Regions from separate parts of the Sus scrofa genome. Here regions 1, 2 and 3 are each linked to region 4. The links are chromatin contacts, called in public Hi-C and targeted proximity ligation maps. All regions are on one chromosome and are shown on one strand. The core of a region is the stretch at or near the end of the contact, and the rest is flanking DNA. Distances in the headings are between cores, read along the strand shown.

What was found. Hi-C and Micro-C count contacts between places; a contact is called where the count stands out from the background.
Region 1: a Hi-C map of liver shows a contact between it and region 4, with 2.3 times the contacts expected there. A contact is called at or near these places in 2 of 47 Hi-C or Micro-C datasets (liver and subcutaneous adipose tissue) and 1 of 2 datasets of targeted methods (skeletal muscle).
Region 2: a targeted proximity ligation map of skeletal muscle shows a contact between it and region 4. A contact is called at or near these places in 1 of 47 Hi-C or Micro-C datasets (embryonic fibroblasts) and 1 of 2 datasets of targeted methods (skeletal muscle).
Region 3: a targeted proximity ligation map of skeletal muscle shows a contact between it and region 4. A contact is called at or near these places in 19 of 47 Hi-C or Micro-C datasets (alveolar macrophages, blood, embryonic fibroblasts and 11 more) and 1 of 2 datasets of targeted methods (skeletal muscle).

Annotation. Positions count from the first base shown.
Region 1 is chr3:96,189,895-96,193,474 of Sscrofa11.1, forward strand. SLC3A1 (solute carrier family 3 member 1) reads right to left here. Exons shown (of 14, transcript NM_001123042.1): 4 at 757-936; 5 at 589-647; 6 at 494-586. Among named protein-coding and RNA genes, the nearest start is that of SLC3A1, 9.4 kb to the right of the region's middle.
Region 2 is chr3:96,249,468-96,253,283 of Sscrofa11.1, forward strand. It overlaps PPM1B (protein phosphatase 1B), which reads right to left. Exons shown (of 7, transcript XM_003125179.4): 5 at 341-452. Among named protein-coding and RNA genes, the nearest start is that of SLC3A1, 50 kb to the left of the region's middle.
Region 3 is chr3:96,171,395-96,175,185 of Sscrofa11.1, forward strand. It overlaps SLC3A1 (solute carrier family 3 member 1), which reads right to left. Exons shown (of 14, transcript NM_001123042.1): 8 at 1,106-1,225. Among named protein-coding and RNA genes, the nearest start is that of SLC3A1, 28 kb to the right of the region's middle.
Region 4 is chr3:96,395,358-96,398,910 of Sscrofa11.1, forward strand. No RefSeq gene overlaps it. Among named protein-coding and RNA genes, the nearest start is that of LRPPRC, 77 kb to the right of the region's middle.

The sequences.
Region 1 (3,580 bases), core at 862-3,361, 210 kb before region 4:
TATTTTGTCGGACAGAGGAGTAAAAAGTCAGAAAGGCAAGGGGTCTGGAGAATAGCAAGACAGTTACTGAACTAATAGGACCTGGAGTCTAAGTTGGACAGAGTTGGAAGTAAAAGAAAGGGAGGCTAACAGAAAGTATAGGCTTTAATTTGCTAGAACACATCAGGCTCTACAACAAAGGGAAAAATCCAAATCTCTATATACAATTACCAGGCTTCAGACTTTATTTCTATTTCTTTGGGGAACTTGTTCTTCTTCCCATAAAATTAACCTATCAGTTTTTTCCTTTAAAAGGACTTTATAGGAGTTCCCCGGTGGCTCAGTGGGTTAAGGGTGGGCATTAATGGGTGTGGCACAGGTTCGATCCCTGACCCTGGAACCCTCACACGCTGTGGGTATGGCCCAAAAAAGGAGGGGAGACTTATAAATCACCAGTTTCAACAATGAAGATCTGCCCATTTTCCTTCTGTAAATCAAGCACGTCGGTACTTACCCAGTTGTTGGGTGGTATAGTTATACCATCTTCCTGGGTACAGTCATGCCAGATATAATAATCAGTATATTTCCCTGTCCGGGTCCGACTCAATGAAACCAAGCATGTTTATCACTGGTGTGGTTTGGTATGAAATCAATTATTAATTTCAAACCTAATGAGTGAAAATATTTCAAATGTTAGGCCAAGATTATATGAGAATAATATAACAGATAGAAAAATGTTTTTCTCAACTCATCCCACCCACCTTCCATCCAATTTACCTTTATCATGTATGGCTGCAACCAGATTCTCAAAATCTTTCATTGTTCCAAAAATGGGATCTATTTCTCGGAAATCTTCAACACCATACCGGAAATCTTTAAGGGATGACTTATAAAATGAAGTAATCCAAACAGTTTTTATATTTAAAGTTGTGAGGTAATCCAGCTTATCTTGAATACCTGAAGAAAAAAGTCAAAGCCATGAAAAATAAATAAAGTTTGGTTTTTTTTGAGTTAAAGGATTAAAAATAAAAGGAATACAGAATTCCTGGGTTAAGGATCCAGCGTTGTCACTGCCATGGCTCAGGTCGCTGCTGTGGCGCTGGTTTGATCCCTGGCCTGGAAATTTTCACATGCCTCTGGTGTGGCCAAAAGTAAAATAAAATAAAATAAAATAAAAATAAAAACAAAAGCAATAGGCCCAAGATGGAAGTTTTTAGATCAAGACAGAAATATTTGGAATTGTGTTGAATCTGGGGGAAATTCAAAGAGCGAACTAGTTCTACAAACCACGGCAAATTCGTCTTCTAGCAATAACCTTTGACCTTTAACATCAATGCATAACATTTTAAAACGTCTGTGGCTTGTTCGTATTTTACATTTAAAACCAAGACTACAGTATTATTAATTCATCTTATGCATGGTTTTCGAATACCTAATCCAGGCCAGATGCTGGACTAAGTATCAAGGTACAAAGAAGAATCGTACAGGACCCCTGATGATCACATCTCTAGGCTGCTGGGCAGTGTGAAGACACTTGCCACACGTGACTATCAAGCACTTGGAAGATCCAATATGAAAAGAAAAGAATGTAAAATAGCTCATTCATATTTTTATATTGATTATACATTAAAATGATACAGTGGATATGTTGGATTAAACAAAGTATATTATTAACATTAATTTTACTTGTTTCTCTTTTACTTTTTATTGTATTTTATTTTGGCCACGCCCAGGCCACTGGGAAGTTCCAGGGTCAGGGATCAAACCCTCACAACAGTGACTCAAACCACAGCAATGACAATGCTGGATCCTTAACCCACTGTACCACCAAGGAACTCCTCTTATACTTTTTAAATGTGGCTCCTAGACAACTGACCAGTACCTCTGTGTTCACATTCTATTTCCTTCAGCCAGTGCAGAAGCCGTGAATTTATACAAAAGAGAATTCTAGACTTGACTGAGAAGAAATAGAGGAATGAAACTCTTTGTACTTGGGACCTCTTAGGATAATTAGGAAATAATGTGGGGCTTTTGTTTCCAGTTCAAAGTCCTAAATGCTGAGTCAGAGGTGAGTTTCTCGTTCAGTCTCCCTAACTTTCTGTGGAATTCTATGCGGCTTCCTACAACCTGAGCCTATCAGAGGTCACTGAGGCCAAAGCACAAAGTCCCCTGACCTGGAGGCTCTTCCCCATAACAGGCTGCTTATTTTTGCCTGCGTTATACCTCAGTTCCCACTCGTGGGTGGCTGTGAGCATCACAGAGCGTTAACAGGTAACAAAAGAATTTTGATTTAAGTCAGAATAGCCATACCTTATATCAAGAACAGGTACCAAGGAACAGGATGATAAAAACAGGGAGGCTGAACAGATACAAAGTAAACATAGGATCCCAGGCCCACACTCCAGGGGAAGAAGGTAACCGCCAAAACCAGACTGAAACCTGAAATGATTTCTTCGAAGTATCACAACAAATCCCCCTCAACCTCATGGAAAAATACCTACTGATCACAGGAATCAGCCAGTCCTTCAAGGACAAGTTACTGGAAGTGACAACTGTGAGAGGTGATTAGAAGCCACCCTGGGCACAGGAATTTGAGGTATATCTAGAAGGAGAAAACACAAGCAGGGCCGGGAAGTGGGGTGTGTATCTTTCACTTGCCCAAGCACTTACTTGGCAAGAAGCAGCAGGTGCTAGGACCACGCGGGGTTGGGGGCAGTAGGGAGGAGGTTGGGGATTAGAAGGAAAGTCACCCAGATAAGATATGCTATCAAGCTAAGCTAAGATATTTCTGTCCTGAGCATCAGGGGTGCCACAAACACAATCCGAAGCACCGCAGGAGCTCTAAGCTCTAAGGAGGGAGGCGCACCCTCTGATAGGGAGGTTAAAGATTAAAGAAGGAAGTGGGTTTGAACTGCATCTTGAAGGACAGATAATATTTCAGTTGGTTAAGATACAGGATGATTTTCAAGAGAGAAAAGGACAGAGTGTGAAAAAGAAAAGCCTCTTCTTAATAGTTATTAAGGAAAGTTGATTTCAAGAGAGGATTTGTAACATGTTACAGGTCAATTATGTTCATTTCCACCTCCCACACTCTATTAAATCATTGTTTTGTCTTCTTCAAACCAAGTATCATACCAAAAGTTATTAGTTTATTGGTTTCTTATTGTTGCCCTTAACTAGGATAACCACATCAACCAATCTGCAGGGGACAGTTCTTGTGTTTGGTCTCCGTCCTTGTTTGAGCAATAAATTGTAAGGATGTTCTACACATAACACACTAGAAAATTATTAGCATAACTGTAAAAAACTTTTTTTAAACTTTTTTTGATTAATACAGATGTTGTTTGAAATAATCCTTAATTTAAGTAATGACCAACCCGCTCTATGCCTTTTTTTCTTTTCTTCATTCCTCAGGATGTAAGCTTTAAAGACTCAGGCTTTTTAAAGACATCATTCAATCTTTTTCTAAAATAGCATTTTACGCTTTGTTCCCTAATAAGAAACTCTCCACCAGATTGTCAAGCTAGCCACTGCACACACGGGGAAAAGAATTCTAGTCACTCCGAGATAACCTACCCTAAAGTGCACAGAAACAGGGCAC
Region 2 (3,816 bases), core at 149-2,648, 150 kb before region 4:
TAAGCTTCTGTGTATTTAACATAACACTTCATATCTTGACTACACTCAGAAATTAATTACTGCACTAAATACTGGCCAAGAATAGTTTTCTGCACTTCACTCATAATCTGATCCTGCATAATCTAACTTGTTTTAATTTAAAGAAGGACCTTCATCCTCAAAGAGTGTAACAAACAATTCCTTTTACAAAATCTCTTTTAAATGAAATTTTAGAGTTATTCTCTAATATAAGAACTATCAACTCATTTCATCTTTAGATAATTGATGTACTTCTTAAATTAAAATTATTTAATTACTAATTATAAGTGAAGTCAAAATTAGTTCTCTTTGTTCTACTTACTTGCCAGCAAGACCTCCCCCAGGAGGCAAATTTGGGATATTTTCGGCAGACAAGATGCGCATGACATGGGCAAGATCAGGCATTCCTTCCTCACCAGACTTCTCCATAATTTCTGTAGGTTTTTAAAAAGAGTTCCCAAATTAATGTGGTAACTCGGTATTCACAAAGTGAAATAAGAGGTACTATTTGTTAGTACCCTATTTTAAAATATAAAAAAGTATTACCTTATGATCACACAAGGAACAGAAAAAGATAAAAAGTTAATTGCATACACTCCTTCTAGCATTATTCATGAAAGCAAAATTGGAACAAATTAAATGTCCATAAAGGGATATAGCTACATGGAAAAACAATTCTCATCTATTTTATGTGAAAACAGAAAAGATATTACTTGTTGCAATTACAGGAAAACAAAAGCAATGTATGGGTAAAGATTATAAGGAGAAAAGGGAAAATTAAAATTTGTTTTACAAGAGTTTCTGCTGTGGCACAACGGAATCAGCAGTGTCTCTGCAGCGCCAGGACACAGGTTCTATCCCTGGCCTGGCACAGAGGGTTAAAGGATCTGGCACTGCTGCAGCTGCAGCAAAGGTTACAACTGTGGGTCAGATATGATGGGTTAAAGGATCTGGCATTGCTGCAACTGCAGCATAAGTCACAGCTGTGGCTTGGATCTGATCCCTAGCTCCGGAACTTCATATGCTGAGGGGTGGCCAAAAAAGAAAAGAAAAAAAAATTTGGTTTATAGGTTTTTGGTACTTAAATAGTTATATTCCACAATTTACAGAAAACAAAAAAAGGAAATAAATCTGAGAACTTGCTAATACTTGGGAGCAAAAGAAAACACTTACATGTTCCACTTATGTTTATAATGTGTGGAAAAGATTTTTAAAACAATTATTTGGCTAGTATCAAGATACAACCTTGAAAATCAGACAATGGCAATTTACGTCTAAGACAACAACAACAAACAACTGTCCTGGTTCTAGGCAGCCCTCAAGATTCAAAATCCAAACTGTTTACCATGCCTCCCTCGACAAGGCCTTCACTGTGACCTTGACTTTCACCACTCTCATCCAGCTCCTCCCCGCTCCTCCCTGGATCTCCAAAGGTGCTATTCAAAGTCTTCTCCACCTCTAGATTTTCACATGTACTTCCTCTCTTGGTTTGGAACACTCTTTATATCAATCCAACCAACCCCTCTGTGGTTAAGCTGTATTCATCCTCTAGGTTTCAACTTTATATGTCACTTTCTCAAAGTCTTCTGGATCCAAGCCTGGAGTAGGTGTACTGCTACATACTTGCACTGGACACAATGTCTCCCAGATCACAGACTGCACGTTTCCTGAGGGAAGGACTGATTTTTCCACCTTACACTTATATCTCTACAGCATAGGGTTTCTCAACCTCAGCACTATGGACATTACAGACAAAGTTTTACTGTGAATGCCCTGTGCACTGCAGAATGTTAAGCAACATCCTGGCCTCACTCACTAGATGCCAGTGACACCCTCTCAGTTATGAGACCACTACTGTCTCCAGACATTGCCATGTGTCTCAAGGTGGACAAAATCTCCCCCATTTGAGAACCACTGCAGTCTGCTAGTGCTTTACCAAATTCACATCCCTCCACTACTGCTACTGGAGTCCAATCCTCCACCATTATCTGCCACCTGAATTACTATATGATTCCTAATTGGTCTCCCGGCTTCCTCTCTTGTCCCCTCTTTACTATCTCTTCACACAGTAACTGAGAGATTCTTTTTAAAAAAGTCAGGTTAAGTCACTCTTGCACTCAAAATCTCTGGATGACTTCCCATCACCATTTGAATAAAGTCTCAAGTCCTCATTTGTGGTCTGCAGAGCTTTACATGATCTGCTTCTTAGCAACCTTAGTCTTACTTTTCTACCAGCTCATTCGAATTCAGCCACACACTCTAAGCACATTTGCTCCTCAGTCTTTGCTGTGCCCTTTGCTGGAATGCTCCCTCCCTGGAAAGTTCTCTCATATAGATATCTGCTCAAATGTTTTTCCTCACAGATAACTTCCTAACCAATTTTACCTGCTTACTGTTCTGTTTTTCTTCTGTTAATACACACACACACACACACACACACACACACACACACACACACACACACACGGCTCAACTAAAATATACACTCCTTTGCTTTGTTTTCTGCTACATCCTCAGGGACAGCTGAAGAAATGAATACACGTGAAAGGCATTCACCAAATAGCTAATTAACCAATTTAAATTAAAGGCTATTTCCTATTTAGCATTACACCTCCCTTGTACACTCCAACTAAAAATACATACACAGATTTGCCAATACACCAGAACGCTTTCGCCTCAAAATTTTAATGATTTAAAGCCCGAACAGGAATACAGCACTCTTGAAGGACACTACCTTATAAAAAAGAAGTACCAAGCATATTGATTTGTAGTGGCTGCTTTTCCAAGGATTTTAAAGTCTTCTTTGATTGAACGATTATCATCAAGTATCTGCAACAGGCCCCTGAGATCAATATTTTGTTAAGTTAAAAACTACAATCAGCATAATGAAGGACAGTGAGAGAAAGAATGTGTATATATGTATGACTGGATCACTTTGTTGTATAGCAGAAATTGACAGAACAATGTAAATCAACTATAAAACCTCAAAAACAAAAAACAAAAAAAAACACCCTCTATAATCAAGGACATTAAAGAGGATTCAAAGAAATAGAAAGAGGAGTTCCCGTCGTGGCGCAGTGGTTAACGAATCCGACTAGGAACCATGAGGTTGCGGGTTCGGTCCCTGCCCTTGCTCAGTGGGTTAACGATCTGGAGTTGCCGTGAGCTGTGGTGTAGGTTGCAGACACGGCTCGGATCCCGCCTTGCTGTGGCTCCGGCGTAGGCTGGCAGCTACAGCTCCTATTCGACCCCTAGCCTGGGAACCTCCATATGCCGCAGGAGCGGCCCAAAGAAATAGCAAAAAGACAAAAAAAAAAAAAAAAAAAAAAAAAAGAAAAAAGAAATAGAAAGATATTCCATGCTCTTAAGCTGGAAGAACTGATATTGTTAAAAGGGCCATACTACCCAAAGCAATCTACAGATTCAATGAAATCCCTATCAAATTACCCATGACATTTTCCACAGAACTAGAACAAACAATCCAAAAATTTATATAGATCCATAAAAGACCCAGAATTGCCACAGCAATCCTGACCCGCAAAAACCAAGCAGGAGGTATAACTCTCCCAATTCAGACATTACAAAGCTACAGTAATCAAGACAGTATGGTACTGGTACAAAAACAGACATACAGAACAATGGTACAGAATAGAGAACCCAGAAATAAATCCAGACACCTACGGCCAATTAATCTTCACTAAGGAGGCAAGAATATAAAATGGGGAAGATGGTGGAATAGAAGGACTGGAGCTCAATTTCTCTCCTAAAAATAACAAAATTTACAACCAAATGCTGAGC
Region 3 (3,791 bases), core at 832-3,331, 220 kb before region 4:
GTGGCTCTGGCATAGGCCGGTGGCTGCAGCTCCGATTGGACCCCTAGCCTGGGAACCTCCATATGCCGCGGAAGCGGCCCAAAGAAATAGCAAAAAGACAAAAAAATAAAAAAAATAAAATAAATAAATAAATAAAAATAGAGTGACAGTAGAATGGTGGTCAACTAGAGGAAGGAGAGTGGCATGTGATGACCCTCTCTCATGTGTGGCATGGGGGGAGGGTTGAGGACCACTGGTGAGGAAACACAAGGAGTCCAGATTCTGTAACAGGTAGCCTTGGGCAGTAATTCCATTCATCACCTCTGTCACCCTCAATAAATTAATTTCTCTAAGATTTGCTAAATGGAGATCATCAAACCTCAGGCGATGCTGAGAGAGTTAAAAGGAAACAGCACATAGCACACAATTGCCACTCAGCAAGTGTTATTTCCCTTCCCTTCTCTACCTTTGTGTCTTTTTTTTTTTTTCCTTTGCTGTCTTTTTAGGGCATATGAAGGTTCCCAGGCTAGGGGTCGAATCGGAGCTGTAGCTGCCAGCCGATGCCACAGCCACAGCAACCTGGGATCTGAGCTGCATCTGCAACCTACACCACAACTCACAGCAATGCCAGATCCTTAGCCCACTGAGCGAGGCAGGGACCGAACCTGCGTCCTCGTGGTTACTAGTCAGATTCGTTTCTGCTGAGCCACTACGGGAACTCCCCTTTGTGTTCTTTAATGACTACAAAAGCACCTGCAGAACTGAGGCACCTCCCTTGAGCCTTGAGTGAATGACAAAATTGCAGTAAGTTACAGCCTTACACTGTCCATGCCCTCAGAACACTCGTCACCAAAGGGCTCCTCAAGGGATCACTCTGGAGGAAACCAGAGCGGTCTGGTCACATGTGTTTGAAACTCCTTGGTGGTTCCTAAAGAAAATGATTCAAAGCACTTCCTACGGCAGGATAGAACTCACCTCTGATAAATGGTGTCTCCGGCTAAAAAAAACCACTCTGATGACATTTTTGGAAAAGGAAAAATATATATATTACATATATATGTAATACACTGAATATATTTTAAAATATTTTTATAGATATATAGGTATGTTTAAAACAAAACTTTACCGGGATTTGGGTCTTATTCACTTGGGTCTCGTCTCGCAGATGCTTTGCTTCTAGGAGAAACTGAACAGCATCAAAACTAAAGCCGTCGACACCCTTTGAGAGCCAGAACTGTATGATTTCCTAAACGTGAAGAAACAAAATGCTTGGTTACATTAACTACACATTATTGTGGTAAGGTTTTGTAAAGGTTCTGTCTGTAAATGACTTTCTGTCATAAAACAATCACGTCCAGAGTTCCCACTGTGGTGCAGCACATTAAGGATCTGGCCTTGTCTCTGCAGTAGCTCAGGTCACTGCGGAGGCGCGGGTTCCATCCCAGGCCCTGTGCAGTGACTTGAGAATGTGGCCTTGCTGCAGCTGTGGCATAGGTCCCAGCTGCGGCTCAAAATTCGATCCCTGGCCGGGGAACTTGCATATGCCACAGGTGCAACCAAAAACAAAAAAAGATCACCTCTGCAAGTACAGCACTCACTGGTGTATTCTTGTTTATTAGCACAGCAGTGTCTGAGCATAATGAACTTGGAGTAACTGCATTTCTGGGCTCATTTCTTCCCTCACATTTGAATACAGAATGTTCACATTTGTCATTGATGCCATGAGCATGTTCCCAGCGCGTAAAGAGTCCACTCAAAATGAAAGAGTGAAACCACAATGAAAGATAGGACTTGGGAGAAACTGGGAACATAGCTCATCTCCCCCATGCCCAGTTCCTAAAATAGGTCCCTCCGAACTGAGAGAAAATAACCAATTAAGCAGCTAACGATGAAGGGTTCTTCACCAGACTGGGAGATTCCTGAGGGAGAGACGGCAGCTTTCACTTCTGTTTCCCTTGCCACTGACCTGGCACCTGTTACTTAGTGAACCAGTTGTGGAATGAAAGAATGAGCTATCAAGCCTGGACGAGTCAAACACTGTGATACTGTTGGGACACTGACGAAGTACAGCATGTTCCCTGGCTTCCAGGCATCTACAGAGTAGTTGGGGACACATGAGACCCGAGGGGGTTACTGAATGGAAGGCAGGACGTGCTTCAACATGAGATTCCTGTCTGCAGGGCCGCTGGAGCTCCAAGGGGATCAAATTTAATGTGGGTGGACACAGCCAGACAAGGGAAAGCTAGGGCTTGAACTTGACCGGCAGGATGTCATCAAGGAGTAAGATCTAGAAGAACATTCTGGACTGTTTGTGGCAAGCATGGGCCAAGCATGGAGGCAGAGAATGTCTTGGCCTGTGTTGGGGCAGTTCAGAGGACCAGGTGACCTGGAAAAGGGCCCAGGTTTCAGCTCCCCTCTCCCCTCCAAGCCATTCCCTCACAGCTGGCCCTACTCCTGCACCCACTGAAAGCCACCCTGCTGCAAAGGGACAGTGGCTCTTCCTGTTCTCCTTTCAGCTCAATCCTTGCTGAAAGGAAGGTTTTACCGGCATGTGTAGATCATGCTAGGGCAGTACTGCCTGTAATACACTGGAATGAAGAAGCCAAATGTCACCTAGTAAGGGGAGCAGATCCCAAATGAGGAGGGTCCCCAAAATCACTTGCTTGATTCCAAGTGTGTTTCTTGTGTCTACATGTGCATATGGGAGCTCTGGGGTGCTGCATTTCAAGGCTCCCAAAAGTTTCTATAAGCTGGATGTAGGGCTTGATGCTGCTGTCAGCCCCTGCAGATCAGATCCCAAATGGCACAGCTTGAACAAAGTCTTCAAATCTAAGAGCAGGCTCTGCTGCTAACAGGCCTCATCGTGAACACAGTTGACCCTAATAACCTTAGGATGGCCCTCCCCAGCACAATTTTTCTTGGGGTACAAAACCCACAAATTTATTGTTAACATCCTTACTTCTTCACAAAATCCTTCATTCAATAGGTATTTGGGTTCCCACTATGGACAAGGCACTTGGAACTAGAACCATGAGCAAAAACAACACAACCTTGACACAGTCCTAAGTCTCAAGAATTCTTTTTGAGAGTCCTCAGCTAGACAAATATTAATGCAAAAAAAAAATCTAAATCACAGACCTGATAAAGCTTTAAATGATAATACAAGAAGGTGGATGGAAAAGCAGGATTTGCTAGGGAGGTCAGCACCACAGGAAGTAAACACAGTTGGTTAGTGATTCAGCTAGAGAAGACAGCAGATAAGAAGGCACCTCATCTGTACAACAGGATCTGAAGAATTACCTCTTCATGGTAGTCGGCTCAAGGGCTCACTTAGCCTAAAGCTAACCAAGCTTAAGCTTTAAGACCCTTCATTATATGGGCCCTTTTCTACCCACATTCTTTTTTCATTCTGAATAAACATAACCATTTTTTTTCCTTTTTTTTTTTTCTTTTTAGGCCTGCACCCACAGCATATGGAAGTTCCCAGGCTAGGGGCTGAATGGGAGCTGTAGCTGCCGGCCTACATCACAGCCACAGCAATGCTGGATCCGAGCTGTGTCTGTGACCTACACCACAGTTCACGATAATGCCAGATCCTCAACCCACTGAGCGAGGCTAGGGATCGAATCTGCAAACCTGCATCCTCATGGATTTAGTCAGATTCTTTTTCCACTGAGCCATGATGGGAACTCCTTTTTTTTTTTTTTTTTTTTTTTTTTTTTGGTATTAAGAAGGCCCCCAATGTTTACAAGCTTCGGATCCCACACAACCCAGATCTACCCCCAGGTGGCGCTGTTCTTTATAAGAGGGAA
Region 4 (3,553 bases), core at 889-3,388:
ATAAAAAATACAATTTTCTTCGTTGTTCGCTTTCTCTTGATTTGCTCCTCCCTGTGATGTGGATGGATTTGAATTCACACCACGTTCTCAACGAAAGACATTTAAAGAGGTGATTTTACAGGAGATAAGCAGGCTCCCACTTGTTTCTTCCTAGTCACATATTTCTTCCCATCATAAGTGCAAGAACCTGGGAGTTCCTGTCATGGCTCAGTGGTTAACCAATCCGACTAGGAACCATGAAGTGGCAGGTTTGATCCCTGGCCTCACTCAATGGGTTAAGGATCCGGCATTGCTATGAGCTGTGGTGTAGGTCGAAGATGCGGCTCGGATCCCGAGTTTCTGTGGCTGTGATGTAGGCCAGCGGCTACAGCTCCGATTAGACCCCTAGCCTGGGATCCTCCATATGCCGCGGGTGCGTCCTTGGAAAAGAGAAAAAGACAAAAAATAATAATATATGCAAGAAACTGAAGCCAGGTCTAAATGCTTACCCTGGATGTACACCTGGAAGCAGGGAGAGGACGTGCTTTCTTTGCAGAGCTCCATGGTTCTCCTTGACCGGCTCCAAATCCCTGCCCTTTGATGCACTGTTTGACCCTGAGCAAGCACCTTCCTCTTTCTGCCTCTCTCAGTCGTCTTACAGTGCCTGGAGTGTGGGGCTTCTGTTCTCCACCGAGCACTCTGCCTTTGTTGACAGGCCTGGTCCCCAGCAACCCCCTTAAGCAGCCACCAAAGTGGAGGAATGCTTTCCCAAGCCATGACCTGGCGTTTTCCATTTCTATTGTTATGCCTCTTTTCAACCTGTCTTTCTTTATGTGCTTTCAAAAAGGAACAAAAAAACTCCCTTTGACTGTAAACTCTACTAGACTTGACATTCCGCAGTGGCAGGAGCCATTCCTTTTCATGTGTTTATGACCTATATAGCCTGTCTGAGTAGTTGACACAGATTAGGAGCTCGAGAAATGGCTGTTGAATGGAACCAAATTGAATTTTCCTTCTCTTCCTGCCTGCATGAAAACACCTATTTCTCCAGGCCAGCGTGATCACTGGGTGGACTGCGGATTGCTCCCTGCTTGAGGAAGAGGGACTTTGCCCTCTCTGGGAGTTGGTTTTTATGTGGCAGCAGCAGGAGTATGTAAAAGCATGGGATGGCAGGTGGACGGGAAAAACGGGCACTTAAGAAACTTGGAGCCTTGCTTATTTTTCACATTAATCTATAGAATTTCCCTTTCCTTTAGCATAAGATGCTCTTGTAAAGGATTAGGAATTCTATTTGTTTATTTTGCCTCTTGTACAGTCACAAACTTCCAGCTCCTTCCATCCATCTCCTACCCTAGCCAAGCTGTTACAGAACAAGCAGAAATCCCAAGGCTTCTGAAGGTTTTACTTTTGCAAAACCTACACAGGACCTGGCCCTAAGAGGGTGCGCTAGGCCATTCGGCTCCTCTGTGCCTCCCCTTTCCTCACCAGGCTGGGAGCGCAGGAGTAGTAAATAAAGAATAATAACTGGTGTTTGTTGTTGTTGTTGAGATGAAAAATTCCAGTCCAGGAAATTCGTGATTGATGTCAATGAGACATTCAGATCCAGTTTCTGGGTAAGGGCCACTGAGGCAGGACCCTCCCAGCCCTTGAGCTTCAAGATGTCTCCCCACAATGTATCAGGGCACAGATTGCCCAAATCAGCTGTTTTCCTTATTTCTCCACGTTCCAAAGTCCAAGGGCTTTCCTGCTGAGTAGTTATTTATAAGGAGGAAGGGAAAGTAAAAAGGCAGACTCTTTCTGAGAGCTCTCAGCTGGCTCTGGAAATGCCTCCTCTCTCTCCCTGGTTAACGCCACCCTTGTTTGGGATCCAAAATTAAAGTGACCCAAAAACAAGCCCACAGCACAGACGGAAGAGAGGCGCTCCCATCTCCTAAAGATGAAATTCCAAAAGTTTGCAAATAAATACTCCTCACAGTAAAATCTCACTGTCAGGAAGGACATCACCCTTGTCCCAACGCCCACAAGAAGGGCCTTTTGCCAAAATGAATGGGGAATCATTGGCCCAATTAACATCCTATGATCTTAGATCTAAAAATGACCAGGAGCCCGGTAAACAAGGTGACGTAAGCTGCCGGGCAGGGAGCGGCTCTCTACTGCCACCTGGAGGAGAGCGTCCGCAATGGCGCGGAGGCTCCAGGCTGCAGGGAAGCTGTTCTTGGCCGCTGGAAGGAACCAGTGAAAATGGGCGCAAGCTGTCGAGACCTTGGGAGGGGAAGGAAAACACACAAGAGGCTAAAGAGACAAGACAGGAGAGGTCCTCTGCGATCTCAGCTAGAGGAAAACGAGGTCTGTGTAATCCAGGCCATAGGACATTGTGCAATTGACCCTGCTGGCTTCCTCCTGGGAACATTCCTTTTATAAAAGGACTCAGGCATCATGAACTCTCGCTAGAAAAAATTATGGTGAGAACTACGTAGGGACAGGATCTCCAACGCCGGAGACCCTTGATAAAAAACAAACCCCAGTTTCTGAAATGGGAAGCAGTGGCGTGGGTATTTAATAACAAAGGGGCGCTGGATTTCTGTTTTACTTTGCGTGTCACCGCGACTTAAGTGGGGGAGGCAGGCAGGAGTGCACCGGTCCTAATTTACTTTCTCGTCAGGCGAATATGAGAATGAGGCTGCGGAGCTTTCGCATTATGCAGTCGGCATGCTGGGAGATGCCCTAGAAATGTGCTGGGGGCTGGGAGAAGGTCAACCTCGTCCTTATTACTTTCCTCCTGTAGATAATCCACAAAAGGAAAATGAGGAGTTGATTTTGAACTTGATAAAAACAAAAATCAAACCCGCTTTACCTTTGGATTAGTCGATTTTTGCTGCGTTGCAAACCACCTCAAAATCTCAGGAGCTGAGGACAACATACATTGATTTTTCTTGCTAATAGGCCTGCCAGTCGGCTTGGTCTGATCCCAGCTGGGCTCACCCGGGCTGGCTGAGCAAGGCTGGACTCCAGGCTTAGGAGCTGACACAGTTCTGCTCCACGTGGTTCCATTTCCTGATGCAGGAGGAAAGGACAATGGCTACCTGAGGCAGGCTCCTCTCCCGGCATAGGGTGGCCAGTTCCAGAAGCCCAGGCAACATAGACACACATATTTGAGCCTCTGTTTGTATCCTGTCAGGTAATATTCCATTGGATGAGGCGAGTCCAACATCATCTGGGGGAGGGGGTTGGGGGATAAACTCTGCTCACTCCTGTAAAGTGATCCCAGACCACAATTTAACCAATGACTCCTTGTCTGCTCACTGGAGACATCTGCTTCTTGGGGAAGAATTGCAATGTGAGGATAGCTGAGATAATCCTTATGCGGTACTGGGGCTCTCCATGAATTCAGTATTGTCTAACAGACACTTTAATTTCCTTTTTATTCCCTTCTCTTGCGAACCCTTTCTACGCCTTCCCCTTACGACATTGTGTGTTCATAATGGACAAGGAACACAACACCCTTGTGTGTGTCTTGTCTACTTTGCGATGTTCTAGCTCATGACAGGGTTTACTCAAAATTCCCTGTGTCAGA